Linked DNA regions of Mus musculus: regions 1 and 3 are each linked to region 2. Evidence: chromatin contacts called from public HiChIP or PLAC-seq data. All regions are on one chromosome and are shown on one strand. Each heading gives the region's core, a stretch centred on a gene start, on an enhancer-like site or on the middle of the called end of the contact. The rest is flanking DNA. Distances are from core to core; before and after follow the strand shown. Region 1 has its middle 54 kb from the start of Ccnd1. Region 2 holds the start of Tpcn2 (two pore segment channel 2). Region 3 has its middle 25 kb from the start of Ccnd1.

The links. HiChIP or PLAC-seq counts read pairs in DNA pulled down with a chosen protein or histone mark.
Region 1: an HNF4G HiChIP or PLAC-seq map of pancreatic cancer cells shows a contact between it and region 2. The contact joins the enhancer-like site here to the promoter of Tpcn2 in region 2. A contact is called at or near these places in 1 of 39 promoter capture datasets (the 3T3-L1 cell line), 1 of 484 Hi-C or Micro-C datasets (bone marrow-derived macrophages), 3 of 115 datasets of contacts at active chromatin or transcription factors (embryonic hindbrain, microglia and pancreatic cancer cells) and 3 of 9 other capture datasets (adipose tissue, embryonic trunk and liver).
Region 3: a FOXA1 HiChIP or PLAC-seq map of pancreatic cancer cells shows a contact between it and region 2. The contact joins the enhancer-like site here to the promoter of Tpcn2 in region 2. A contact is called at or near these places in 2 of 39 promoter capture datasets (cranial neural crest and stem cell-derived epiblast-like cells), 1 of 484 Hi-C or Micro-C datasets (bone marrow-derived macrophages), 3 of 115 datasets of contacts at active chromatin or transcription factors (embryonic stem cells, pancreatic cancer cells and stem cell-derived neural progenitor cells) and 3 of 9 other capture datasets (adipose tissue, embryonic stem cells and liver).

Annotation. Positions count from the first base shown.
Region 1 is chr7:144,991,267-144,996,072 of GRCm38.p6, forward strand. No RefSeq gene overlaps it. Among named protein-coding and RNA genes, the nearest start is that of Ccnd1, 54 kb to the left of the region's middle. Within about 2 kb of position 3,220, at least 37 of the 459 cell types and tissues checked have an H3K27ac peak or open chromatin away from gene starts, as enhancers often do. A contact at or near this core is called in pancreatic cancer cells, where this site is marked.
Region 2 is chr7:145,280,984-145,285,843 of GRCm38.p6, forward strand. It overlaps Tpcn2 (two pore segment channel 2), which reads right to left and starts at 3,028. Exons shown (of 25, transcript NM_146206.5): 1 at 2,868-3,028. The coding sequence starts at 2,928.
Region 3 is chr7:144,962,347-144,966,732 of GRCm38.p6, forward strand. No RefSeq gene overlaps it. Among named protein-coding and RNA genes, the nearest start is that of Ccnd1, 25 kb to the left of the region's middle. Within about 2 kb of position 1,790, at least 51 of the 459 cell types and tissues checked have an H3K27ac peak or open chromatin away from gene starts, as enhancers often do. A contact at or near this core is called in bone marrow-derived macrophages and pancreatic cancer cells, where this site is marked.

The sequences.
Region 1 (4,806 bases), core at 1,970-4,469, 290 kb before region 2:
ATGTGCACACAGATCTATTCTCATGACATCCCAGAGGCATTGTCTGGGTTAATTCTAACAGACAGAGATGAAACCTAGGGCTCCAAGCCACAGTTTACAGTTGAAGGATTTCCCCAGAATCCAGAAGCAAAGGAGCAGAAGACATGGTCACTTGTTTTAGTGCCTCCTACAGAGTGTGCAAGAAGGTTAGATGAACAAACAGAATGCAGGCACAGGGGAGGAAGACCACGGCAGAGTTGAAAATGCAGGGTTGTGATCACACAGGATGTTAGTAATCTTGATGGACGGCTTGATAGGACTGAGATAGCTTAGGATACAGTGGGCATGGACAAGTGGGTACATCTCTTACTGTGTCTGAGGGTTTATCTTCACCCGTGCTGAGTTCTAATCTGACTGCTTTATTAGGAGGTGAGGGCAGATGGCAGAAGCTACTCAGATGTAGATATTGCTTAAGTCTCCTGGGTTTGATCTCTAAACTCCAGTCTTTTAGACGGCCCCAGGGAGTTTACCTGTGAATGATGTCGTATGGTGTTTAGAATGATCAATGCCCACCAAAGGCTCTGACATTTGAATACCTGGTCCCTGGTTGGCAGCTTTTTGGAGAGGCTTGAGAGGTGTGGACTTACAGGAAGAAGTGTGTCACTGGGGGTAGTGTGTCACTAGGGGCAGTGTGTCACTGAGGGAAGTGTGTCACTGGGGGAAGTGTGTCACTAGGGGCAGACTTTGAGGTTTCAGTCAGTCACCATTCCCAGTTCACACTCTCTCTCTACTTTCACTCTCTCTTTCTACTTTCTTCTCACAGTTTGACAAGTGAGCTCAGCTGTTCCATCTGTCATGACTGCCACCTGCTGCCATGCTGTGTCATTATTATGGGCCCCAAACCCTGAAACCATAAGCCCAAGTAAACTCTTCTTTCCATGAGTTGCTTTAGTAGTGGTTTTTGTATAGCAATAGAAAAGCAACTAATTCTGTCAGCTAAGTTTTCTAATTAGTGACAAGTGCAGAGGTTTTCATGGCCATGTATGTGACCCTGGCTCCTTCCCCCAGTAGGTACAAGTGGGTATCCCCTCTCCAGCAGCTGCAGCTGCCAACATGCGGGGGGGGGGCACCTGTAAGGGCTACTTGGATGGCAAGTGATATTTCAGGTTATAAAGTGGAACCCTGTTTGTGTGTGCTGCTGCACTTGGGGATGCTGGGCCAGGCCTAGGAGGCAGTGGCTACATGGACAGCGGGAGAGCCTCTCTGCTGGGTGGGTCATCATGCTTTGGCAGTTCTCGGACCACTCAGATGTAATGGTAGTCTTTCTCATTGGCAGAATGAACTACACTCTGGAAAAGTCCCCGGGTTCCGGTGCTTTCCAAATTCGTAGGGGATTTTGGAATGCACGGGAATCAGGCCCATCTTGGCTCAATACCATGTCCAGCAGCCAGGGTTGAGTGTTCTTTGGGTCAATGGATATGTGTACCAATCTGTACCTCTCTTGCACATAGAGGAAGATCCTGGAGCCCTGGCTTTGCTGGGTGATCAGGAATCCCCTTATTTATTTGGTTGAGGACATGACTCAAGTAGGGCCTAGGGTCTTCCACACCCCTCAAATCTAATGCATGCACCTAATGCTTATAACTATACACTCCTCCTTGCCTGTGTGTATCTTTGTATGTATGTTTATACCTGTGCATGCATAGTCAGAGGTCAGTCTCGGGTGTCTTCCTCATTTTCTGAGACCAGGTCTCTCTCGGATCCTAGGTCTCACCTATTCAGTTTGACTCTCTGCACAGTGAGCCCCAGGAACCCACTTACCTCCGACTCCCCAGCAATGGGATAGCAGGTGCACATTGCTCTGCCTGCCTTTCATGTGGGTGTTGGGCATCCAAATTCGGGACCTCATGCTTGTGTAGGAATCAATTACCAACTAAGCCCCTCCCCAGCTCAATGCCCTCCTTCTCCATCCATTTCCTCTTGCTTATCTTTATTCTTTCAGTCACCCTTTCACTCACTACTCAAGGGCTCACAGTGTGCATGCTGCTCTTCTGGCTAGGGCGTGTGGGATTTCTAGGTTTTGATGAAGGTGTGACTCAGAGGCGAGGGGAACCATAGGCTGCTGCCCAGATGGAACAGAGTGGGCCTGGGCCTCCTCTAGCTATGTCTGCATTAGTACCACCTAGATGGCATCTTGGGACTGAGACTCCAAGCCTGCATGGGGAGTTTCATTTGGCCTGGGGCCTCAATTGCCTCTGCCCAGTCAAAGCAGCCTGCCTGTTATGAAGCTGTTCCAACCTCATTGTTCTGTGGGGAAAGATGGCTGCCCCATGGTCTCCCTTCTGGGACAGTTGCTATCTAGAGGCAGGGTCTAGCCTCTGGAGTTGGGATCCTCGTCATCTATGGGATGGCCCTCCTCTGAAGCTCTGCCCCGCAGTCTGGTTGGCTGGCACTGTTCTACAGTGTGTAGTGGGGCCTGCACAATAGCTTCCCTCTCTCGTTGCCAGCCTGGCCTGTGAACAGGGCTCTGTTGATGCCTGGCTGCTCTCACTCCCAAAGAATTCAAAAAATGGTCCCATGTGTGAATGTGCATCCTGAGACTGTTGGGCAACTGCCTAGAGTGGGGTCTTGGAAGGCAGAGAGTGCCACCGCTGGTCACTGGGCTGTCACATTCATAGGAATCTGGACTGGGCTTGATGATGGTGGTGGCAAGAGTCAAGGGGATGTGAAGAAAACTCAGGCCATTAGCTCCCTGATGGCTGCCTGACATCATGATTGGTTGGACAGAGATGCTACCCTACCAGGCCAAGTAGATCGTCTCCCTAAGCCTCACTATGGAAGCAGAGTCAGGAGGGCTCCTGTACAGCACATTTTATTTTTTTTCAAAGATCTTGGCCTCAGCTTGGCCAGGGCCACTGAGCTGCACAGGAAGGTCCCTCTGCTTCCCAACCTTTGCATGTACATGCTGCTATGGTAAAGTCAAAGCTTGAGCATTTAGAGCTATAGGACTGTCCTGGGCTCCGGACAGTGTGTGGGCATGTTTCAGCTTTTGCCATCCAGAGCTATCAATAGTCCTGTCATGTACCCCAGGGAATGATAGTCACCCAGTATGAAGTGCTGTGTCCTGGGAGCCCAGAGAGGTTGCACAATGCCCTGCCACAGGTATAATGCAAGGCCCACATATTATATCCTGTTGGTTGGATTAGTGTCAATGAGCAAGGACCACAGTGACTCATGCTCGGCTGGGTGGCTCTTCCTGTGCCGGTTCTGGGATGCTGAATTGCCCCAGGCTCAGTAAGAACTCCTGAGCACTGTGCAGAGAGCCATACAGGGGCGACCTCAGGCTGAGTCTCATAGGCCTCTCTCTATAAAACCCTGGTCCAGGGCTTTGTGCTGGATCCTGACACAGAGGGGACTGATGATGGCAGATCCTGGTGTCCAGCCGAGGCCACACATGAGGGACAGACAGAAACACCAGACAAATGCAAGTCACCTGCTGTTCTCTGCCATCTTCCCAAGACCAAGGGACTCTGACTGCAGAGTGTAATGTCCTGTGGAGCTCAGGAAGTTTGTCACACATAGGACTCCATCAGAGAGAATGCAAGCCCAGGTGGCTGCCACTCAGATGGGCCCAAGCCATCTGGCACAGATAGAGCCAGAACCGAGTGCCCCCTCCTAGCGTTAGGGGTATGTAGAACTCTTACTATGAAGCTCTCTGAAGTGGCAAGTGGCCTGAAGGGACCCAGGAACTGTAGGAAATATTTTCACAAGTATCTGCAGAGAAAGGCCCTCAGACCTGATACTGAGCCACTGTTGGTGGGCTGAGGGTCCTTCCCCTCTTCAATTAGGGTTGACTACTTTCCCTTTATTGGTCCTATTCTACTTCATATTTCCATGCCCACATTTAGCCTGTCAGCGTTCAGATGATGCTAGCTGGTGTCCTGTAATTTTGACCTTTAGGACTCTAGGGTACCTGTCTGATGGGGAGCTAGCTTGAGGCAGTCTCCAGTGTTACCATGACTACAGGCCGATGGCAAGCCACTCTTTGGCTGCAGATGGGAATTGGTTCCATTGGTTTCCTTAGCCAGCCATAGAAGCCTGAGGTAGCTGTAGTCCTCCTCAGAGCTGCAGATCCACCTAGAAGAGATGATCCCCGGTTGGCATCCCAGAGGCAGGGAGGGCTTTGAGCTGACACTTGGCAGCACTGTATGGGCTCTCAGCTGGCATCACACCCCGTGGCTGAGAGTTCACACTCTCATCCAAACCCTGCACAGCCTTCAGTTTGAAGTTGTGTTGTCCCAATTCTGAATTGACAAATAAAGTGCCTCCCGTCCACACAGTCCATCTGGGAGGAAATCAGGACTAGTACCCAGGTGGGGGGACTTGAGACCATCTCTACCTTACCATCATTCTCGAATGTCCCCTTGCTGACCCGCCTTCCCTCCAGACATGCCTGCAACTATGGACAGCCACAATGTTGGCTTGTTCAACATGTCTCAAAGTTTCTGGCCATAGCACCTTGCAGGTGGGCTTGTTTAAGTTCAGTGACTCTCACTGAACCTCTATGTTTAGAAGTAGATGCCTGCCACCAGCCATTACTAACAAGAGTCACGGACTATCTATCAGGACTAAGATTCAAACTCTTGGGAGTGGAGGGGATGCTTAGACCTAAAGATAAGAAGGAGGGGGATTCTTCATGGGAATGACCCCATCTCAAGGAGGTGGAAAGGAACAGAGGGTTCTGGAGCCTGCTATGCCGGAAGCCTCCGTGAGAGGTGTATCCTCTAGGCCCTAGGCAATTTGAGCCGGCTCTGACACTTGAAGCCA
Region 2 (4,860 bases), core at 1,778-4,277:
TAGGGGACTGCTCATCCCCAAAAGTTCACATCACACTTGGAATCAAGGTAAAAACCCCAGCTTATCTCAGCTTGTAGTTCTGGTTTTTATAGAATCTACCCTCGTGGGGCTCACAGGAACCATGCCCTGCTAAGAACAAAGCTGTCATAGCAAGAAACCCTGAGGCCAGGGCAAAACCATGGGCAGAGCACCTGTGGCTGCCTACACAGTGTGCCCTCTGCCTCTGGAGAGCCACCTGCTCCAGTTCTTGGGGTTCATGGACCAGAGGCAGTACACCACAAAGGATGACAGAGTTGCACCTAGCCAAGCTACAACACCTTATCAACCAGGACCTCAGATTCTCCACTTGTATGCCCATAAGGGTTATCCTAAAGACACCCTAAATGTTTCTAAGACAGTCTCTGAGGGTTGTGGGTGTGGGCACTCCCGAAGGTTTCCTGGGATGGCCATTACCAGGAAGCCATACTGCTGTGTTTCCCAGCATGGCAGAACTGAAAACCAACTGGCCCATTGAGAAAGGCTGCTGAGGGCAGCCTGAGAGAGCCTGGAAGCCTAGCCATGCCCTAGAGAAGGCAGACTGGGTGTGGAGCGATGACACAAAAGCTCCTCCCATCTAGCCTCTGGCTGCTAGTGTGTAAAATTCTGAAGAAGGCCCCTCCCACTCATACCTCAGCATCCATCGCACCCGGCAGTAGCCAGAAGGGTCTTGTCCCAATCTCTAGGGAGCATGTCATGGGTTTCTGGGGGTCCCCAATGCTCAGAGTCCACATTACACCCCATCCTGCCACTTGGTAACTCATTCTGCCCACCCACTCCTGCTGTTTCGCCACACTACCCCAGCCACACCCACACATTCTGAACTTGACCCAGCGGAGCGAGGCCTAGCTCTCCCGAGCCTGTAAGCCCTTGATCAAGTTGTCTACCAGAAAACTTTCCCAACTTGAGAGTCCAGACTCCCTCCAGGGCTACTGCCCCTGAGCTCATCACTCTAGGTGGCAATGACACCTATAACCCCAAACATCAGAGCCAGGGGACTTCTGCTGCACGCATTGGGTCAGAATGAGGCAAAGTAAGGGAAAGTAACAGGGGCTCAGACACTGTCCTCCCATGATACCCTCTATTCCCTGTCAGCCAGGTCTAGACCTGCTCTGCCCCCCTCTCTCTCTACACACAGCCATTCTAGTTTCAGCAGAGAGGGAGGAGTGGGTGGACATGTGGTCACCTCAGTGTCTAGCTTCCTCGTCCCTATCCAGCATGCTGTGTGACCTTGCACAAGTCCTTCACCTTTCTGCACAGGTTCCTCCCCGATTTTCCCATCAGTACCCACAGATGACGGTCCTCCACTTTGCAGTTAGCCCACAAAGCCTATAAACAGCCTCCCCCTCTTTTACAGCAGTCAGGAACAAGATAAAAACCACTCTGTGAAACCTTTGACAGGGGCCAGTCAGGTGGGCCTGGTTTAGCAGGACACATCTGTAGGGACCCCTGGGATCCTTGGGAAGGCAGGCCTGCAGCAATATCTACCCCCTCTGAGAGTTTGACCACAGGTCAGCCAAACTCAGAGCGGAGATTCTCACCCACTGGATGCTGACCTGGAGACTGAAAGGTTCATTCTCATAGACAGCCCAGTCTAGGAGATGCAAATACAGAGTGTTGTCTGGGTTCTCAACAGCCCTACCCAAAACCACAGTGTTTGGAAAAAGACCCTCCAGAGTTTCTCATCCAACACTGCCCAGCCTTCCCAGAGAGTGAGTCTCTTGTGTGACAATGCCCAGCATTGAGTCTTGCCTCCACAGAGAAAGCTAAACCTGTCGCTTGTCCACTCTGCAGGGACAAGGCTTAGAAGCAGCATGGCACTGCTATCATGGACATCTGTTAAGACCCACGCACTGGATGCCACAAAATCTCTCTTTGGATCCTCAAAATGTGTCCCCTACCCCACCAGTCTGTTACTACCCCTTGTATTGAAACTCCAGCTAAGTAACCCGACGAAGACCCACACTCAGCAACTGGCAGCCCCAGAAAGGTTCCAGATGCCTAACACCAAGTATGTGTCCCCTGAACCATATGCCCTGTCCCTGACGAGTGGTTTCAGCAGAGAGGGAGGAGTAGGTGGACATGTGGTCACCTCAGTGTCTAGCTTCCTCGTCTCCTATTACGGACCCTATGTCCTCACTCTTCAGTGAAAAGGCACGGGCTATGGGTAGACAGGGGCCAGTGTGCCAACCCAGTCTGCTCCCAAACAGGGAGGAAAGGAAGTTCAGAAAGGGAAGTTTGAATGACCAGGCCACCAGCACACACAGGGCAGTGACCACACCAGAAGGCAGGGCTGTGACCTTAGGTAGGTCAGAGGTGAGGAGGGCACAACTCACTCTGTCTCTCTCTCCCTCTTCCCCTCTCCCCCTCCCCTCTCTCTGCCTAGGTTTGCTCATCTGGAAAATGAGAAGAATATCCTCCTGCCTGTCAGCCAGCATCCTCTGGAGATGACTGGGAGGCTAACTCCACTCTCCCTGGGCTCAGCAATGTCCCTGACCAAGGAAGGGAAAAGGAAAGAAGGCTCCGAAGCACTTAAGAAAACAAGGAAGGAAGTCTCCCTGGCCTTAGGTTACCAGCTTCAGCCCTTAGCAGCCAAAGCAGTGCTCCAAAGTCGCTCTCAGAGGATGTTCGGCCACTCACTGCCTGGGGACCATGGGCTGGAGCACGCTTTTCTCCCTAATGAGGAAGAAGCTAGAGTGGTGCTGTAACCCCAACACTTGGAAGGCCAAATCAAGAGGATCTGGAGTTCAAGGTCAGCCTGGCTACTTGAGACCCTGTCTCAAAAAGTAAGGAAAAAAGAAAAGTAAAACTGAAAGTGACACCTCACTCACCGGAGTGGACCTGGCCACTGCCTCGGTCCCGGCCCAGAAGGGGCTGCTCTTCTGCCGCCATCCCACCAATGTAACAGGCCGGACCTGGTCCCAGCCGCGAGAGCCAGGCGTTCCGGAGGAGGAGCTCTGTGATGACTCCCAGCAACAGCCAATGAGAACGGAGAAATCCCTCTGGAAGGCGGAAGCAACAAGCCCCTCCCCCAATGGGTGGCGCTCCGCTTCTCTGCAGCACCTAGTGGCAGAAGGCAAAGAAGCTAAGGCTATCAAGGAAGTTTTTCAATCAATGCAAATGACTACTATTCCGTCCCAGCTCTAGGAATGTCAGAAGGAATCTCTTCTTGTGAGAGAGTGGGTGAGTGAGTGAGTGAGTGAGTGAGTGAGTGAGTGAGTGAGTGAGTGAGTGAGTGAGTGAATAACTGACTGAGTGAATGAATGAATAACTGACTGATTGATTGAGGGACTTACTGACTGACTGACTGACTTAGTGACTGTCTGAGTGACTGACTGAATGTGTAACTGACTGACTGAGTTTGCTTGCTTGCTTGCTTGCTTGCTTGCTTTTTATTTCCAGAGCCTTATAAGACGCCAGGCAAGCTCTCAACCCCTGCTACACCCAAAGCCCAGAAGTGTTTAAGCAAGCATTTTGTGTGACTCAAAGCCCAGAAGTGTTTAAGCAAGCATTTTGCGTGACTCTGACGCATGTGAGTACTGTGAACAAGGGAGTGACCACAGAGGTCATGCCCCACAAAAATGAATCTTGAATTTCTCCAGAAATTAAACAAACTAAAGCTTGAAACTGGGTATGTTGATGCACAGACATGGAATCCCAGTACTACAGGTAGCAGAGACCTGAGGATTGATGTCAGTCTGGGAACAGCCTACTACTAGTTAATTCCAGGAGAAGGAGAGAGAGAGAGAGAGAGAGAGAGAGAGAGAGAGAGAGAGAGAGAGAGAGAGAGAGAGAGAGAGAGAGAGAGAGAGAGAGAGCTGTAATCTGTTGCCTGGAGATCAGAAGTCCAAAGATAGGACTATCTCTTGAGGCCTCAGAAGGCTGAAATCAGAGTATGGTCACTCTACTGGGATCTTTTTAATTTTTTCTTTTATTATTATTGTTGTTGTTATGTGTGTATACGTATGTGTTCATGTGTATGTGCGTGTCTGTGTATATATACAAGTGCAGGCAGGTTCAGACATACCACATAGTACTTGAAGGTCAGAGGACAACTTTCAGGAGTCGGTTCCAGGGACTGAACTCAGGTTTTCAGATTTACATGACAAATACATTTCACCATTGAACCCTGTCTTCAGCCACATTGTGAGATATTCTTCAGAGATGGAGGAAAAAACCCACCGTGGACCCATCAAGGAGACAGGCTGAGTTAATTTTCTTGAAGCTTGGCCTGAGATCCATGCTTCCTCACTTGCTAGGCGTGCCTGGGGTGCCTGAGACGGTTCCCAGCTCCTGGGATCACTATATCCCTCCCCCCCCACCCCCATTTCACAGCTGGCAAGCACAGATTGGATGCTCAGATTCCAAATGCACCACCTCCACATTTGACGCAAGACTTCCTGCTCTCTGACTCTCCTTTGCCCATCTCTACAGGTTTGTCCCCTGGGGAAGGCAGTTAAGGCACATATATCAGCCGGGTGGTGCTGGCTCAGAGCCTTTAATCCCAGGACTCAGGAGGCAGAGGCAGACAGATCTCTAAAAGTTTGAGCCTTGTCTAGAGTTCTAAGACAGCATGGGCTACACACAGAGAAACCCTGTTTGGAAAAACAAAAGGCAACCAAACAAAAAGCCACCACCTAAGACCTAAGGCTTACCGTGTTCAAGGCCAGCACAGCAGGGTGGAGCCACTCACAGTTCTGTACTGAGGTTACTCCTTGTCTCACGCCCCATTCATCTGGAGATACTAAAACTAGGTACGCTGTTTTCAAACTGACAATAGTTTACAGTTCTATAGTATTTATTTATCTATCTATTTATTTATTT
Region 3 (4,386 bases), core at 540-3,039, 320 kb before region 2:
TGCCTCCCGAGTGCTGGGATTAAAGGCATGCGCCACCACGCCCGGCCAACATTTCAACCTTTAACATAGTATGCATGAGGCTGGGTGGTTACCTCAGAGTCATCTCTGTCTCTTCATTGGTCTCCCAGGGATTCTGCGAAATGCTATCCCCATTATCGAAACTTTGACCATCCTGGAGCAAACCTTTGGTGCACTCGAGTCACAAGCTCCTTGGTGCTTTGAAGCCTGCTCAGTTTTCCTGGGCATCTTAATTCAACCTGCTTATATTTTATTTGAATTTCTCTTTTGAGATTCAGAAAAAAGAGATATGTCTTGGGCTGCAGATAAGTCAGCAGTATTTAAGAGTGCTTGCTGTTCTTCCAAAGGACGGGAGTTGGGTTCTGACGTACAATTCTGGCCACTCACAATTGCCTGAAACACCAGCTCCAGGGGATCCCACACTCTGGTCTCTGAGGGCACCTCTGCTCATGTGCACACACCCATACACTCGTATACACAATCACAAATAAGATAAATCATTGAACAATTTATCTAAAGTTTTTGTCAAGTTTGGAGATCAATGTTGCACTTTGTTTATAAAATTATCTTACTTTTTTGCCAGGATAGGGGAGATGGCTCAACTGGTAAAGGTGTTTGCCACCTAACCTAAGACCCCACATTCTATCCCTGGAATCCACATGGTGGAAGGAGAGAATCAGCCCACACAACTTGCCCTCTGACCGCCACACATCACAGCACATGGTCCAACCCCCTCCCCATAAATAAAATAAAAAAATATTCTTTTGTCTCATCTATGCCTGAAAGAGCTTTGAACGGGAAATGAGAACTATTTAAAGCAGTGTCTGTGGATCCCTCTGGGCTTGGAGGGCAACGAAGGTGTTTTTAATCCCCTCACATTCTCTCTCTTTCTCTCTCTCTCTCTCTCTCTCTCTCTCTCTCTCTCACACACACACACACACACACATACACACACACACACACAGACACACACACAAACACACACACAGACACACTCCAAATCTTCTTTGAACTCTGTAGCAGAGGCTGGCTTTGAACCCCTGATTCCCCTTCCTCAATCTACCAATGGCTGGGACTGCAGGTGTGTGCCACCACACCCAGCTTTAAACTTTACTGTTAGGAAGAGTGTGGGGATAAATACCCATCCTTTCTTCCTTTACGCCCTTGTTCATTTTGTTTTTTTATGAGCTTATCTCTTTGTAAGTAACTGTTATCACAGAGGGTCTGAGATTTAGACTCTGATCAGCCTATCCACCTGGTCTCCACCCCTCCTGCTGAGCCCATATAAGTTCTTGCTAGCCATCAGTGATACCAATGATGCCAACTTTTTATGTCTTTGCCAATCTGATAGATAAATCAAAACCAAAAGCAAAAGTCCTTGGGACATTTCAATTTGTGTTCTTTAATTAGTGCTGAAGTTGCTCTCTCTCTCCATATATGTGTGTGTGTGTGTGTGTGTATGTGTGAGTGTGTGTATAAGTTAATATATTATTTTTCAATATATTATTACATAATATATTGTTATAACATAACCTTTTGTCATGCTTTTCAAGAGCTCTTTATATATTACAGATCCTTAAATATCTCACTGGTCAGCTAAAATCTCTCTAGCATGTAGAACTTGTTACAGAATTTTTTTTTTTAAATTTCACAGTATGCAAGTTTACTGTACTGGGCAGAGGCCAAAGTGAGGATGATTCAGTCTTGGGTCATGCGAAGAACTTGAACATGCCCTTTGAATATCCAGAGCTAACTTGAGAATTTGACTCAGCTCTTCAGTGTTCCAGTTTCAACAAGCTCTTCATAGGAAATGAGGGGGAAAAGAGGCTGGGACTGTGAGAACTCCTATCAGCTGAAAACTTACTAGAGACACAAGGAACCCTGCAGGTTAAAATTCATTTCCTGAGCAGCTGCTGGGGAAGCCAGAGTCTTTCTCAGGTTGTTTGGGCCTTGCACCATTGTTGGTTGGGTTCCTCCATGAAGGGTTGGTTGGTCCCTCCACGAAGGGAGGGAGATGTCTGCACTGTTTTGAGTCTCAGGATCCCTTTCCTATCCAGCTGTGGTTTTGCCACTTTGAGGGGCCCTGGGAGGAAACTGTGAACTTGTCATCTGGAGATCAAGCCTTTTTGTAAGACTTCTGTTAGCTCCCAACCCTGGGTGAGGCCAGGTCTCGGAGGGCCTTGTGCCAACCCAGCCTGATAGCCACAGGGAGGGGCAAGGCGGGTCCTCTCATGTGGAATCACCCATACATAGTTTGGCAAGCAGTTTTTTGAAACAAAGCAAACTATCAGGCCAAAGGTTTCAGACCCATAAAATAGAGCCTGGTGGTGTCTCGGAGGATGAGAGGGGTTGGCAGGCCCTGCCTCCCATCACTGAAAGTCTATTCCGAGAAGACAAAGATGGCAGGCCTGTGTAGGTGCCATTAAAATGGACCTTCCTTGTGTCATGGCCTGAAGCCTGCTAGGAAATGCTCTTGTGGGGCTGAGGAGGAGGCTAGGGGGGAACCACAGCAGTAGAGATAGCTGTGTCAGGAGGTCACAGAAAGAAGGGAGTCTGGGAAATCTCAGCCCAAAGCCCTGGTAATATCCAGACAGCCACTGCCACCCCCATGGTGACCAGTATGAGCTGTGAGGAAGCCACCAAGGATATAAGATAATGATTCAGAGGGCTCCCTGGGGGTCAGGCACTGAGGGACACAGAGGGCATGTGAACCAGCCTGCTGGGGGGTCAGGGAAATAGCACAGGATCCCAGTGGGAAGGAGAAGGTGCGCTGAGAGGACTGGACGTCGAACAGGGTCTATGACATCCAGGGACAGGGCACAGGGCCGATGTCCAGGATGGAAGCCAGGGGCTCTCTGTGGTGGCGGTGAGACTCTTCAGGCCGGGGAAAGGACTCACACTGCAGCGAGAAAACGCTTTGACTCCTAAGCAGAGAGTGAGGTTTGGGAACCCCTAGTGATGGGCAGCAGGGGTTGGGAACTCTCCAGACAGTGCCCCAACCCCCATCCAGGCCGCAGGCCAGGCTTCTCCCATGCAAGCCAGGGCTGTATCATGATCTACCTTGTGTAGCATGTGCTGGGGGTTGACATCAGGGAATGGAGTGGTGGAGGTGTGTGTCATGTGAGTGTGTGATTGAGTGTCCACCCAGAGATGACAAATGGCCACCATCAGTTACAGTATTTGACTTCCTCTCATAGAAGCACAGGACCCTGTCTCCGCTCCATTCTAGAGTTCATGTGTGTTCTATTGGGGGAATTGAATCCAGGAACTGGCACATGCCTGTCTGCTCAATGATGTTGAACTTTGACTCTGTGTACATTATCTTATTATATGAGTATTATGGCACAGGATCTCATATACCCCAGGCTGGCTTCAAACTTTTTATGTATCCAAGGATGACTTTGAACTTCCAACTCTCCTTGCTCTACTCTCCTAGTGCTGGGAGGCACTGCCATGTCTTGCATAGCCCCGGGGACTGACACTAGGCACCAAGGGGTATGAAGAGAGAACAAACACAGGGACCTGGGAGCCCTTGGTCAGGGCTCTCAGATGAGGAGGCTGGGGCACCTGGAAGCTCAGTGCATTTATTTTGTACGGTTGAAGGAGAAGGTGGGGTTATCACATACAGAAGAACGAGAAGGCAAGGTTATTCTATACAGGTGAACAAGAAGGCTGCTTTAGCTTATCTTGGGAGGAACAGTCTTCAGGCTGTAAACGTGGGGTGGGGAGGAAGCTGGAGTGGACATTTCCAGCACACACACATGGACTGGGGCACTGGGGTGTGACAATGCTGAGGTCTTCGTGAATGCCTGGAAAGAACTCTACTAATTGAACTACATTCCCAGCTTTGTCGTCATCATCATGGCTATTCTTGGTTGTCAACTTGACTACATCTGGAATTAACTTAAACTCCAAAATGGAGGGCACACTGCAAGGGATTTCTGCTTAATTTGAAGTAGGAAGATTCACTTCTGATCTGGATCTTTGAGGTGGGAAGGCACATCTTTAATTCAGATCTTTAATGCACTTCTAATCTGGGCCACAGCTTCTGCTGAGAGCCTATATAAGGAGATGAAAGAAGGAAGCTTTTGCTCTTTGTTTGCTTGCTTGCCCGTCCCTTGCTTGCAAGTCCATTCCTTCAGTTCATTACAGACACTTCTTTGGGATTCCAGCTTATACTGCAGACCAATAGAGGCATCCAGCATCATGGACTCAGCAACTGTTAGATTCCTGGACTTCCTGTTCGTAGACAGCCATTGCTGGATTAGCTGGACCATTGCCTGTAAGTCATTTGAATAGATTATCTATCTATCTATCTATCTATCTATCTATCTATCTATCTATCTATCTATCATCTATCTATTTATC